2 separate regions of the Anas platyrhynchos genome follow, and region 2 is linked to region 1. The links are chromatin contacts, called in public Hi-C maps. All regions are on one chromosome and are shown on one strand. The core of a region is the stretch at or near the end of the contact, and the rest is flanking DNA. Distances in the headings are between cores, read along the strand shown.

The links. A called contact is a pair of places that touch in the nucleus more often than the background predicts.
Region 2: a Hi-C map of skeletal muscle shows a contact between it and region 1, with 3 times the contacts expected there. The contact joins the promoter of EIF4G3 here to the enhancer-like site in region 1. A contact is called at or near these places in 3 of 8 Hi-C or Micro-C datasets (liver and skeletal muscle).

The regions. Positions count from the first base shown.
Region 1 is chr22:7,728,900-7,735,385 of IASCAAS_PekinDuck_T2T, forward strand. All of the region lies in intron 3 of EIF4G3 (eukaryotic translation initiation factor 4 gamma 3), which reads right to left. Among named protein-coding and RNA genes, the nearest start is that of EIF4G3, 57 kb to the right of the region's middle. Within about 2 kb of position 2,587, at least 5 of the 8 cell types and tissues checked have an H3K27ac peak or open chromatin away from gene starts, as enhancers often do.
Region 2 is chr22:7,786,150-7,792,635 of IASCAAS_PekinDuck_T2T, forward strand. EIF4G3 (eukaryotic translation initiation factor 4 gamma 3) reads right to left here and starts at 2,849. Exons shown (of 37, transcript XM_072026772.1): 1 at 2,564-2,849. The coding sequence starts at 2,760.

The DNA of each region.
Region 1 (6,486 bases), core at 1,337-3,836:
GAATACTTTCATGCTCCTTGCCACAGGTGGAAAGCAGCTCAGCAAGAGTCCTGCTCGCAGGACAACCTGTTTATTGATCCCAAACCCTCACCCCATGGGGCAATCCTCCTTACTCATGCTGCAAACACCTCCAGAGGTTACAGCTCAACACTTCCCTCGGCTGGCACCAAGCTAACCGTGGACGCCAGTCATTCAAGGGCTCCGACTCTGAAATGCTTTTTATGGAAGAGTGACAAAGCCACTTGCTGGGTTTTCATGAATTCCAAGAATACAGTTTTGTTAGAGTCTTTGTACTGTCAAACCACTTGAAAAGCTTTTCTAGCTAGCAAACAAACTTGTTTCTCCCCAGTTTTATCTATTCACGGGGATTTTTTTTTTGCCCTTTATGTTTACCAATGCAAACTATGTAAAGCTGTGACTCTTGTGTTGATTTCAGTGTTTATTAGGACATACTGCCTTCTACAACATTGTGCTTGTTTAAAACCATGTCTTTTTCTGAAGCATGCAAGAAATTGTATGGAACAGGAGGTATTATTACAGAAGGAATATGAGAATAGAAATTACTAAACATAAGGAAATTGGCAAGTTGTTTCACGTTATTTTCTTGTTTTCTATTATGAATAAAAATGTGTTTCAATGAGTAGTAAAGTCTGAAAAGCATCAGTATAAAACTCAGTCCACATGACTGTGATAACAGAAAATATGCACAGAAATCTCCTGAAAACAGGAATCGGTGACATTTTAAAATCACTACAGAAGAGTTCAATGACCTTCTAAAAATGCTACTTACAACACCACCACCAAAAGCTAATGATAACATTTAAACTGCTTTTGATTCACCAAAGTATCACAAGCCAAAAGAAAACTCTTCGTCTAGATCATGCATCCTGGATGCATTGTGTGGCCAAGGCACCTACCTGCGAGCTTTCTTATTCAAATAGCTACATTTACACCAGGGTGGACAGGCCAGGGAAGACACAAAGCTGGGCCAGGTTACACCTGACAGAAAGCAAGCTCAAGAAGGAGTAGAAAAACACAAATCTTCACCTGCTGGGCACACAAGACTACACAGAAAATCATTAAATGCTGTTCTCACTGAACACCCTCAAAGCAGTAAAAAGGACTAGTAGCAGCAAGAGCTGGGTCTGGAAACAGACCTAGTCCTAACCAGGCTCAATTTTTGGGCTGCAATCTTTGCTTTGCACGTGTATGTGATAAAATCATAACAGATTTTCCACCTTCCTTATTAAAAAAAATGAAAGGCTGTTTCCAGTTCTTCCTAAGTGCACAAATATTTAAGCCAATTCATCCCATCTACGTCGTAACCTTGAAATGTTAACTATTTCCAAGGTTAAATAATTATTGAAGTTCATAGCATCAATTTGCACTTAAAGCTGTATTTGGCCTTTCCCACTATCCCAGATCTCCCTTCCCCAAAAGCCTGCAGCTCTTCTTACACACAGCTGCACTCCCCAAATTAGAAGACAGCTACAAAGTTGAGCTTTCATACCCAAAAGCATCCCGAAGCCCAAAAGATGCTGACAGCAGGTGCTGAGACACAGACACGCTTTAAGTTTCCAGCACAGGTTTAAACTAAGGAAGCAAAAGGCACAGCGATGAATCAAAAACACAGAAAGACGTTATATGAACAAATTTTCCAAGCATTATTAGCCCAATCAAACAACTGCTAATCCTATTACAAAACACAGAGTTCAGTTTTACTTCCAGCAGGTCTTTAACACAAAGGCCGGAAGAAGATTACACTTCTCCTGGATTTATCAGCTATTAAATAACTCGTATTTTCAAATCTCCACCTGAAGTCATGTACTCCTTACAAGCTCCAAATTAATGAGCTGCATTACTAATACTCACCGTGAAGAAGCTCGAGCCAGATGTCCAGAAGCATACACAAGGAAAGAAGGGAGAAGTACGAGAGGTGGAATCGCTGGCTCCTCAAGAAAATACATCAGTGTGTACGTGTGGAGGGCAGGTTTCCTGCACACAAAGCACCACCACACGTCCGGCTGTTTATATTTTTTGTACCCTATATCTGGTACAGAATAGGGTACGTTCCATATCTGGTACGGACAGAAGACCCAAGACACTGAAATCTGCTGTTCAGAGGCAGAAGATGGGCAGCATGCAGCTGCCGGTTTCTCTCTTGACCAGGTCCAGCCTCATCTGCTTCGTTTACGCAAGGAGAGCTTGATCTCTCATTCTACGTCCACATCATTGTGGCTGCACAGACAATTGCTAATTAGTATCTGGCAACCATACCTGCTCCACAAGTTACGAGACCCTGTGCATTTTTAATTGGCGTGAAATCTGCTACAACACCACCTTACACAAAACGAGGAGCTTCCTGTACAGAAAAGCTCTCTGGGGCGAAGAGTTCAGCAGCAAGCTTGGAGAACCAACTCTGACAAAGGTGCCCACAAATACGTTCTCCAAACAGAGAAATGAAGGACAGGGTGTTTGCACAAACAAGATGATAAAATTAGAGAGCCCCTCGTGCTTCAGGGACTGTGGGAGTTTATTATCTGACCTTACAGCAATTGCTTTTTCGTGGCAAAGTACACATGGACGCAGATAACAGGGAACGGTTGCGTTTGGGGGAAGAGGAGCGTCAGGCGCAGCCTGCAGGCTACGAGACACAGAGGGTCGCTGCCTCCAGTGCGAGGAGCAAACAGCTCGTCCCAGGGCACCTGACTTACCCCAGGGTGCAAAGAGGTGAGATCAGGATTAAGTTACATTCCTTCTTCCATTCCAATTCATAAATAAATGTAACTTTATTAAAAGCACCTAAAATCTAAATTGGGCAATGAACGATGGGAGGGAATAGTGAATAAACATTATGGTTACAACAGAATTCCAGCTCCTGTAGAAAGGATCCAAGGTAATAAAAAAGGGGGCTTGGGGATTGCCTATAAACATGCCACAGATGGCATACAGACATGCTTCCTGGCACAGATTCCCAGACCTTAAGGTACTAAGGAATGTCTCACTGCTATTACAAACGCTAATTTAGCTATGGTGACATTTTTGAGGACCAGAATGAGACCACAAAACTCTTTTCACTTAAGGCAAAGAACCAGATGGTAACAAGTTTCAGCTAGTACAATCTGTTTTGGATTTATATCAGCCACCTAAAAGTCAAGGTCTCTGTATACCAGGATCCTGAGAGTTCAGTTCTCTTGCACTTTTGTTTTCTATGGGTGTATCTTGGCATTGTTAGAAACAGATAAGGGATTATTAAACACAGCTGTCAATAACTACAACAGCCTCAGAGGAAGGTCTTGTTAGATGTCACGGGGTCTTCTGCTACTGGTTGCTCAATCCTTTCAGCCTAACAGGTAGCCATGGGCACAAAGCACTGATCTGCTCAGCACACAGCGTGACCACAACAAGACCTAGAGCTTTCACTGATTACAGAGGAAATTCCTTGTTCCAAGAGTTGCTGGTCAGCGCTTACAAACTGTAGTCCCAGACTAAAGGAATCCGTCAGCACACGCATCAGAGCCCACACTTTTCAAAGCTAAGGCAGAGAAAGCCAAGAGTCTTTCGGAACAGCATTTCTGAACCACTCTCCTCTTGTGTTGCTTCATCTCCAGAATGCCAGAATCCACTACACTTGTTCCCCAGGATCCTTCAAAACACTCCTAGGTCTTGGGGAGGAAGATGAAATTGTCTTCTGATGCCCTGAGCTTTGCACGCTGCCTCCTGCCCTCGCCTCCTGCTCACACTACGACTGAAGAACTCCTCTTCCTCTTTTGATCACTCGGTGGACAGAGGGAAGCATTTTTCTGTGGACTCCTTCCAAGTAGCAGTCTGGTTGCTTTGGAAGAGCTCTACTTTATCGTTACTCCCTTCTTAAGGCACGACTACACAATAAATTACTGTAACGTAAAGCCGGAGCGGGGGGCAGATTTACAGCTTCTCAGCTGCTTTGTGTTAACTGCCCGTGTGAATGCTCTTTGCCTGCACTACTCACACTGGACTCCTCACATCCATCACAGGATGAGAGAGCTCAGGCAAGCAGCAACCCTGCAGTGCCCTGTGTTCTGCAACCCCACGAGCTCCCCTACCTGATCTCATCTTAACTTGCTCCGGTAGCCATGCCCAGGGAAAAACTTATCTGCTCCTTTGTGCTGATTTCTCCTTTTCTCTGCATGCCAAGAAAGTGAATTGTCTTGAGTTCCTCCTGAAGTCTGCAGGCCCAGAGAGGAGGCAGAGGAGATGTGCCGCTCCTCTCCCAGTCTGCACGGGGGGCCCTCTGTGCAAAGAACAGAAATATGAAATTCTGTGTTCGTGGGGCCACATCTGGCCATAACATCACTGAGGCAACATGTGCTGTGCATTCCCAAACGCTAGCGGAGTTCAACGCATTCCAGAGAGCAGCATGATTTCAAGGCCCTGGAATCTGGGAAGGTCGGGGGAAGCAGAAACACTGCCTCTTGCTGCAGAGACAGGGGGTGTGGGACTGCGTCTCATCGCTGACAAGCTCTTCTAGTTTTGCTACAGAAACTAATTCTGAAGGGCAGCAAAGTGCCAGAGGCTGATCATTATGAAAGTCTTCAGAGGAAGCCTAACAGCAAGCCTCTCTACTGCTTTGGGTATGTTACATGGAAAAGGTAGAAGAATGAGTGAGAAAAACACCAAACCACACAGCACCACACAAGACATCTGTTTCTGTTTATTTAAATAAAGTTAAAGGAAAGCCAGCTACAAAGGTACAACATACATTTGCACCTGACTTTTCTTCCCAAAAGACAATAAATACCCCATACATCCTCCCGATCCGTCTTATCCTAGCTTTGTTTCCCAGTTCTCCTACAGAACACCCAGTACCATCCTGGAACCTCATCACAGGCCTGTGAAGCGGTCCCGCTGCCTCAATACCTAGATTTTTTTGTACAGGACAGTAGCTCCTTGTATCACTTACCAGCATTTTAAGGCATTACCTACCTCCCACTACCCAAACTTACTGGAACAACTTTACAGCTGTCAGAACAGCAAGGGGACCGCTCCTTACGCCTCACATCTAGATGGCTAGAACAGAAGATACCCACATTCTGCTGCCTGTGGCCATCCCTCAATTCCAGTCATCTGAGCCTAATATTTCAAGCCACAAAGCTGAAGAGAGGAAGGAGGTTCAGACATATGCCATGTGTAGAAATTTGTGGAAACGCAGCATTTATTAACCTTCTATTCCCCTCCACATTACTGCTTCTGGAAGAACGTAGCAGGAGCTCCGAGCCCCCAGAGGAGGGATGCTGAGATACCAGACACGAGCAAGGGACTGATCTCTTTGCAGAGCACAGCACTGACAGTCAGCAAGCAGAGTGATCTGGGGCCACACAAGTAACACATGTGCTATCACTCTGGCAAAATGGTTTTTAGAACATAGCAATATCTGAAGCCCAAAACCATATGTATATATTTTCATTCACTGCTGACTAAACACCAGTCCCCACCTTGAAAAGACTCGGTTTTAAGAATATTCATTGAGTCATGGTTCTGGGGATAACACAACGACCCCTTAATCAGATTCTAACTCAAATGGAGCTGTCTCTTCCTTATCTTTTTAGTTACTCTTTCAAATCAAGAACACACACGTTAGGCACAACTGGACAAACGCAGACGACCTTTGCTCAGTGCTCTATCAGGAACACAGCATGGGTTGTTACGATACGCAGAGCTTTGAAATGCCATATTGCTGCTGCAGAAATCAGTAATAAACCATTCATCGGAGCACCACGTCAGCTCAAGTCACTTTATATCAAAAGGGAAATAGCCGGATTCAAGGGGGCCAAACAGATGAAAAGAACAATTACAGCATGGAAAAAGCTCTCATGTGATGAGAGATTTAAAGGGCTTTGATTGTTTATCCAAATGAAAACAAATAAATGAAGTCATTGTAGAATTTCCCCCAAAAAGCAGTCTGGAAACAGGAGACTTCCACTCACCTCATTTCTTAATGCAAGCACAAGAGGGCATTCAATGAAACCAACAGGAGAAAAATGATAGATGCAATAAAAAGCTAACACTTGCATCTAACACGCTGCTAAACTGGAGAACTTGTTACCATAATATAATATTGATATTCAGCATTTAACAGGGGTCAAAGTGAGGTAAGGTATAGGTAAGAATATTCAGAATTCTAGGGTTAAAAGCAAAACAAAAGGAAACAAAAAAAAAAAACCCACCCAACAACAAAACTAACACCACAACCTTAAGTTAACCCAAACCTCTAACGTTTCAAGGGTACACAAAACTTTCTCTGGGAACAGGCTATGCTTTAACAGCTTATTTCAAGAGACTCAAACCCCTTTTAAGCCTTACTGGTAGAACTGCCCCAGGTATAGGGCCTCCCATTTTCATTCTTTACCATCACTTCCAGCTGCAAATGTGAGGGTCAACTGATGGGAACCCATAACAGTGAAAACACCTGGTCAGAGGCAATCCCATTCTGCAAATGAACAGAAA
Region 2 (6,486 bases), core at 1,599-4,098, 58 kb after region 1:
TTCCTTTTCAGTTGTACATTTAATTTCATGATGTACTGAAACCCCGTGTGTCTCCATAGACACCAAGTTCACCACGTGGACGCAGCTTAGTTTAAAAAGCCCAAGTCTGAGCCGCAGTCTACCCACTAACATGCACCAATCATTTGGATCAACATTACTTGCACTGCTGCGAGGAGGAGACACGGGGACCTTGCCATGCACTCTGAGTTGCCAGGAGAAACCTGCAGCTACAGTTTATCTGCTGTGGGGTAATGCTGTCTCAACAGTCGTACCAAAACAGAAAAAAACAAACAGAGCTAAAAATAAGGCTGAACTCAGATGACCCTCTGCACTTCAGTAAAGCGCAGATGAACTATGCTCCCGAAGCCTCACTTCTGCAGCACTGCTGACAAAAGGTAACAGCTTTTGTTTGCTGCCTGGAAGCACGCACAACTTTTGGCAGAAGAAAAACCAGCCAGGACACCTGAACACAGCTCGCTGAAAAGGCACCAAGAACACGGTGTTTGTATACACCGCATGGACAGATTATTTAAAAGTTACGGAGCGGTATCAGGCAAACACGGTGTTTCTGGAACAGGCATGGCTACAAGGAAAAACAGCCCCATCACACTAACCTGCCCGCATCCCTACCTCTGACGTGTCCTCGCTCCCCAGCGCTTGGTTCCTCTCCCCCTCCTGCTCTGGGCACCCAGGTGGCTCCAGGCAAGGTGCCACGCTGCCACCGCTCCTTTAGGGAACGCACGTTCCCACCACGCCTCTTCCTTCAGGGCTGCTCTCAGAGGTCAGCCAAGGCTTCTTCCCTCGTGCGCGCAAGGCGTGTAGTGACAAAACTCACCAAAGGCAACAGCTCTCCTGCCTTAGCTGTGACCATGCTGCCACTCGGGCAAACCACCACCAAGCTCGCCCTCGGTGATGTCGGAGAAGTATTCAGATCCCTCCATGGTTCTTTTAACGATGACTTGGAAATTAAGTGCTGTAGAAACCTTAGCGCACTCCTGCTCCCAGACCCAGGCAAAGTTTGGCCATTTAACTGTCAAGGCAACCAGCATCGCATCCCGCACGGACAAGGCTGTTCCCAGACAAGCCAGCACCTTGCTGGAAGGATCGGCTGAGCACCGACTCCCCGTGTGCACGCTGGCCAGCGTTCCCCCTGTAACTCTTGGCACAACACTCCAAAGTGAGCAAATTCCCCCTGAGCAACAGTTTTACTCACCACCACCCTGCTGACTCGGTAATGACAGCACCTTTGCGCTGTTTTCCTAAATAAAGCACATGCTGGAATTACAGAGTATCACAAGCTAGCCAGAAACACCCAGCAGAGGGTATGTCCCTCCTCAGCACTCTTCATTCTTCAGAGGTTTCACTTGACCCAAACAAATCTGTAACGTCAACAGTCCCATGATTTAAGCAATATTATTTGTGGTCAGGGAAAGAATGATTCTTGCCGGAAGCTCAAGAAAACAATGGACCTAAACTGATCATAAAAGGGCTTGGTTTTCCCACCTCAAAACTGAAAGTGAGAGCAGCAAAATGCTTATACACAGGGAACACGTTTCTTAAAGAACACACACATCACACAGCTGAAACGGATCTTAAGCAAAAAAAATAAATAAACCCTCTGCTTCCATGTTAAAATATAAGTCGTTACCACCAACAAACAGCGACGCGCACTCCTGACTGTCCCCTGCACAGCATGCGACACCAATCCAGGACAACACCGGATTTCACCAAGCATGTCTTTTCGCTCCACACCCCCCCACCCCCCAAAAAAAAACTTCAGGGGGAGGAACGCCAATTCGCCAGGGGATGCTGTCCAACACTGGAAACAAAACCCAGGCAGGCACGCTCGCTCGCCACCCCACTTTCCTGCTGATCCCTGCAGTATTTACCTCCTGACTCGGGGCCTAGTCGCAGAGAACCGGAGACCTTTAAAAACATTCCCCGAGCGCCGGCCTCTCTTTGTAGCAGGGCCGTTCTGGCGGAGGGGTTTTGGGTGGAAAGCTTCTCCTGCCCATCACACACGGCCTCGCGGGGCAAGCTGCTCAGCGCCACATTCCACCTTAGATTTATTTCCACGAGCAAAGTAAAACCCCAGGAAAATCGGCCCCGGCTGGAGAGCCGGCCTTGAAACTCGCCTTTAAAAAACAACAACAAAAACCCAGCACTTACCTGGGCAGGACCCGAGGCGAAAGTGACAAAGTGACAAGCGATTTCACATTAAAAGTTCACCGGGGGGGGGGGGGGGGGGAAGGGGGAGATTGGGCCTGGGGCCCCCACGCAGGAAGCACCCCACGGGGGGGGGGGACAGGGACAGGGCAGCACAGGGGGGTACAGCGGGGGACAGAAGGGGGGGCCAGGGGCCCCTTCCCCGCGCTGCCCCAGCAGGTGCAGCCCCCTCCACGCCTGGGGGGTGCCGCGGGCCCGCCCCCTCCCCACACACACACAAAAAGGGGCCCCAAAGGGCTGCGCCCCGACCCCCTCCCCCTCCTCCCCAACCCCTCCCCACCCCCCTCCCGTCCCCCCCACCGGCCGGGGGGGCCCTCGCCCCCCGGGGAAAGGATACTGCTGGGGCGGCTGTGGCGGCAAGGCCCTGATGGTGGGGTGAGGCGCGGGCGCCGGCGCCGCCGGGTGAGGGGGAGCCGGGGGGGGAGGCGGCCCCGCTGCCGCCGCCGCCGCCGCCCCGCTGCCGGGGCCGGTCCCCGCCGCCGCCGCCGCCGCCGCCGCGCCGGGTTTCAAAGCCGCCTTCTGCGGTAAACTCATCGCCAAGCGGAGCCACCACCCCCCGGCGGGGAGCGGGGCCGGGAGCCGGGCCGCGGGCGCGGGGGGGGGGAGCGGGCCGGGGGCCGGGGCGGCGGCCGGGGCAGCGCGGCGGGCCGGCACCGGCGCCGGTCTCCGTGACAACGCGCCTCACGGAGGGCTCGCGGCGGGGAGGGCACGGCGGAGCGGGGGGGGAGCGGCTCAGGCCGCGCTGCTCATGAGCCGCCGGCGGCGGGGGGTCTCGGCGCCCCTCCCCGGGGGCAGCGGCGCCCTTCGCGGCGGCGGCTGTCGGGCGATGCCGGCGGATTTTCCTCACAGGAGCAGCGGAGCATCAAACATGGCGCCGCGGCCGCCTCCAGCAGTCCGGCAGGACGGACGCTCGGGCGCCTTCGGGCCGCTCCGGAGCCGCTCGGCCCGGCGGCGCTCGGCAAGCTTCGGCTGTTTCCGGAGGCGCTCGCTGGCGACGCGCGCTCGGGAAACCTCGGCTCCTTCCGGAGGCCTTCGCGGGGCGCACGCGCCCTCCGGCCCGGCCCGCCACTCGCCCCGCCCCGCGCGGCCCGGCGCCTCCCGTGACCCCCGCGCTCGGGAAACTTCGGCTCCCTCCGGAGGCCGAGGACGTGCGGGAGTTCGGGAAGCTTCGGGCGGGCTCGGAGGAGGGGTCCCCGCCCAGGAGGGAGCCGCTCGGAGCCCTTCGGAGCCGCTCGGGGCTCTTCGGAGCCGCTCGGGGCGAGCCGAGGCCGCAGCTTCGGGCGCTTTCGGCTCGGCGGCCGAGCGGCTCCGGAGAGCTTCGGCAGCGCTCGGCGGCGGGGCCGCGGCTGTGAGGGGGAAACGGTCCCAGAGGCGCTGCCTGTGCTGGGCGGGTGCTGCCTTCTGCCAGCAGGGACACCTCGGGTTAGGAGGGGGCTTCCCACCCCTCAGGGCATGTGCCGTGGCCGACCCTTTAGGCCAGGGTAAAAATTTAACCCCATAAGATCTTTAGGAAGAGTTTTCCGTGGTGTGTTTGCATCCCATCTGCTGTGTCCTTGTGTCGCTGCGAGCTGAGGAGGAAGATCGTACTTTAAAGCAATCACAAATAAACTCTTAGAAGTGAAAAGCTTCTTTGATTAAAGTAAACAGCTCTCTTGGTGGGATGTTCAGGCACTTAGCGAGGAACTGGTGCTGTGACTGAAAGCCAGCTGTGCGATGAGAAAGAGCGGGGGGGGGGGGGGGGCCTGGTCACTGCAGACAAGGTACCCAGTAAGCCACACACATCACACACATCTATCCACATTGCAACTGCCCAACATGTAAGCAGAATACGCAGAAATGTCTTATTTATTAATCTGAACCTTAAGGGAGAGAGGCTGGGCTCCGTTACTCTCACAAGCACCAGCATCGTATTGACCCGTGGCCTGTAAGGGTTAAAACCCTGCCTAGCACCCAAAAAAAAAAATTATTAAAAGGGTCTTGACTACGTTTATTCCTTTTGGGTCAGATCTTACCCAGACCCTGAATTATAAAACACTGTGGTTTGTGCATGTCAGCTGTGGGATGTGAAACCCATCTGCACCCACCCACGCGAGAGGACTTCAGTGTACCGCGAGGCTCCACCGGGGCCGGTGCTCCAAGGTGGGGTCAGGAGAAAAGCCCCTGCTAGCGGCCACGCTGCTGGAGCTCCTCGCAGGCCTCCAGTAGGAGTAGCTCTGTGATCGGAATAGTTTCTTACTTACTAAGGTGCTATCTACAGAGCGCCGCCACGCCAAATGAGTGCGCTGCGTGGCACCAGAAGTTATTACTGGAGCTGGTGGCAGAGGGAGGATGACGAGCACGCTATTTATTTTCCCTCCCCAGCCCTGTGCTTTCCATTGCTCCTGATATCTCTGCACAGGGTAAAAGGGCCGGTGAGAGAAAAATGCCCGTGATGAGCTGAGCTCACATCTACCTCAAACTGCTTTGCAGGGAATGGGATGAAATGGAGACTGATTAATTTTTTTTAAGCAAAAAGCACAAACCAAAACAGCTTGTAAAGAAGTCCTGAACAGGGAAACTCGCAGTTCTGTCTGCTTCCATATGCAGCAAGGAACAAATATTTATTTACAAGAGGGGGCTCTGGGTATTTTTGTCAGACCAAGCTTTCCTCTGCAGCTTACTGCTTGCTGATCACAAAATCCCAAGATCCCAAACCCAAATCTCACACAGAGATAATGGTTGTCATTTCACCATTTTATTGGTTAACTTGTTGTTTTTGTTTGTTTGTTGTTTGGTTGGTTTTTGTTTATTTGTTTTGTGTTTTTTTTTTTTTTTAAATCCACACAGAGATTTTTATCACGGTTGCCCAAGAACTGATAGATCTCCAGACATCTTGGAGAGCTGTCCCCCTCACAGCACTTCCCTCCTGTCTGCAGGGAGCTGGGAGGACAGATCCCACTCTGTACCTTTTTGAAGGTTCACAAAGAGTTTGCTGTGATAATTTTCAGGGTGTAAGCAAAGCCATGTGGCCCATGGGGGTTGGTGCCCAGCACTGCTCCATCAACTGCTTCCCAGCATGGCACAGCTCCTGGTACAGCCCTTCATGCGGAAGGAAATTCACACCAGGAGCAAATTGACATCTATGGCTTCCTCTGTTCTACAGAAATAGCTGCCTGTAAACACAGTTGTGAACGAGCCTTCTAGCTAAAGTATCTTTAGATATATCACGCCTTTTTGCCCACTTAGAATTTAAAAAAAAAAAAAAAAAAAAAAAAACATAATTTTCACCATGTTGTCTTCCAAAGTGTGCTAGCCGTGCAAAGGAGCCAGGTTCCTGGCTCTGCCTTAGAGCTCCTACAGAATTGATGCCTCCTCAGGACATCTCTTTGCCACTTCTGTTTTTTGTTCGTTTGTTGTTTTGTTTTGTTTTCCTAACACCAGACACTTTGTTTCTCTTTCATACTACCCCGCATAGGACAATTTGGCCAACTAAACCTGCAGTTTTGGCGAGCCTGAGCAAGTGCTGGTTGGATCCATGCCCTTCCTCCTGCCTCTGGTTCCTCTCCACTGAATTTTTCCTCCTATTTTTTGTGCTGTTTTATTAGCACCTGGGAGCTGTATCATCACGGGCAGCTTGAATTTACAGCGCTCAGCACTAGCCCCAGAGCATCACCAACACTTTCTTCAGTCCCACCAATCTTTTACATACCTCTTTGCTGAAATCAATAAGCCAGAGGCAGATGTGCTCACACCCATGTGGCAAAGTGTGTAAGAGCTGCAGAGCTGCTGGTGAGCTTGGGAAAAGAGAGTGTAGGGCTTGGGGTATCACTGGAAAAAAGGTTTTCTGCAGAGGTCCTGCTGGAGAGGAGATCATAATGAACAAAGTGATGGCCCCGGGGGCAAGCAAAGTTAACCAACTTCTTTATTACTTGGCTCTGAGTAAGAACCACCACCATGGTGACCTGTGTGATCAGGTCCCAGGTCTGCTCCAAGCTGTGTGGTGGGACTTGGAAACCTGCTCACCACCTCCTGCTTGCTCTCCTCCTTCCTTCAGCAGCGCCGGGAGGAGAAGCTCCTGCCCCATTCGCTGCCCCAAAACCTGATGGTCCCAGCAAGTGACCCCAGCACTATCGCAATGTGCTGGGGTGTCAGTCCTGCTTGGAGAGGGCAGGCAGAGAAGGAGACGAGCAGTTCAGACAGCTGGGGTCAGCATCTTGGGACCTGGCCGTACTGAATTCGGCACTTGCCCTGCTGCAGGCCGCCCTTCCCAGCTTGCTCCGG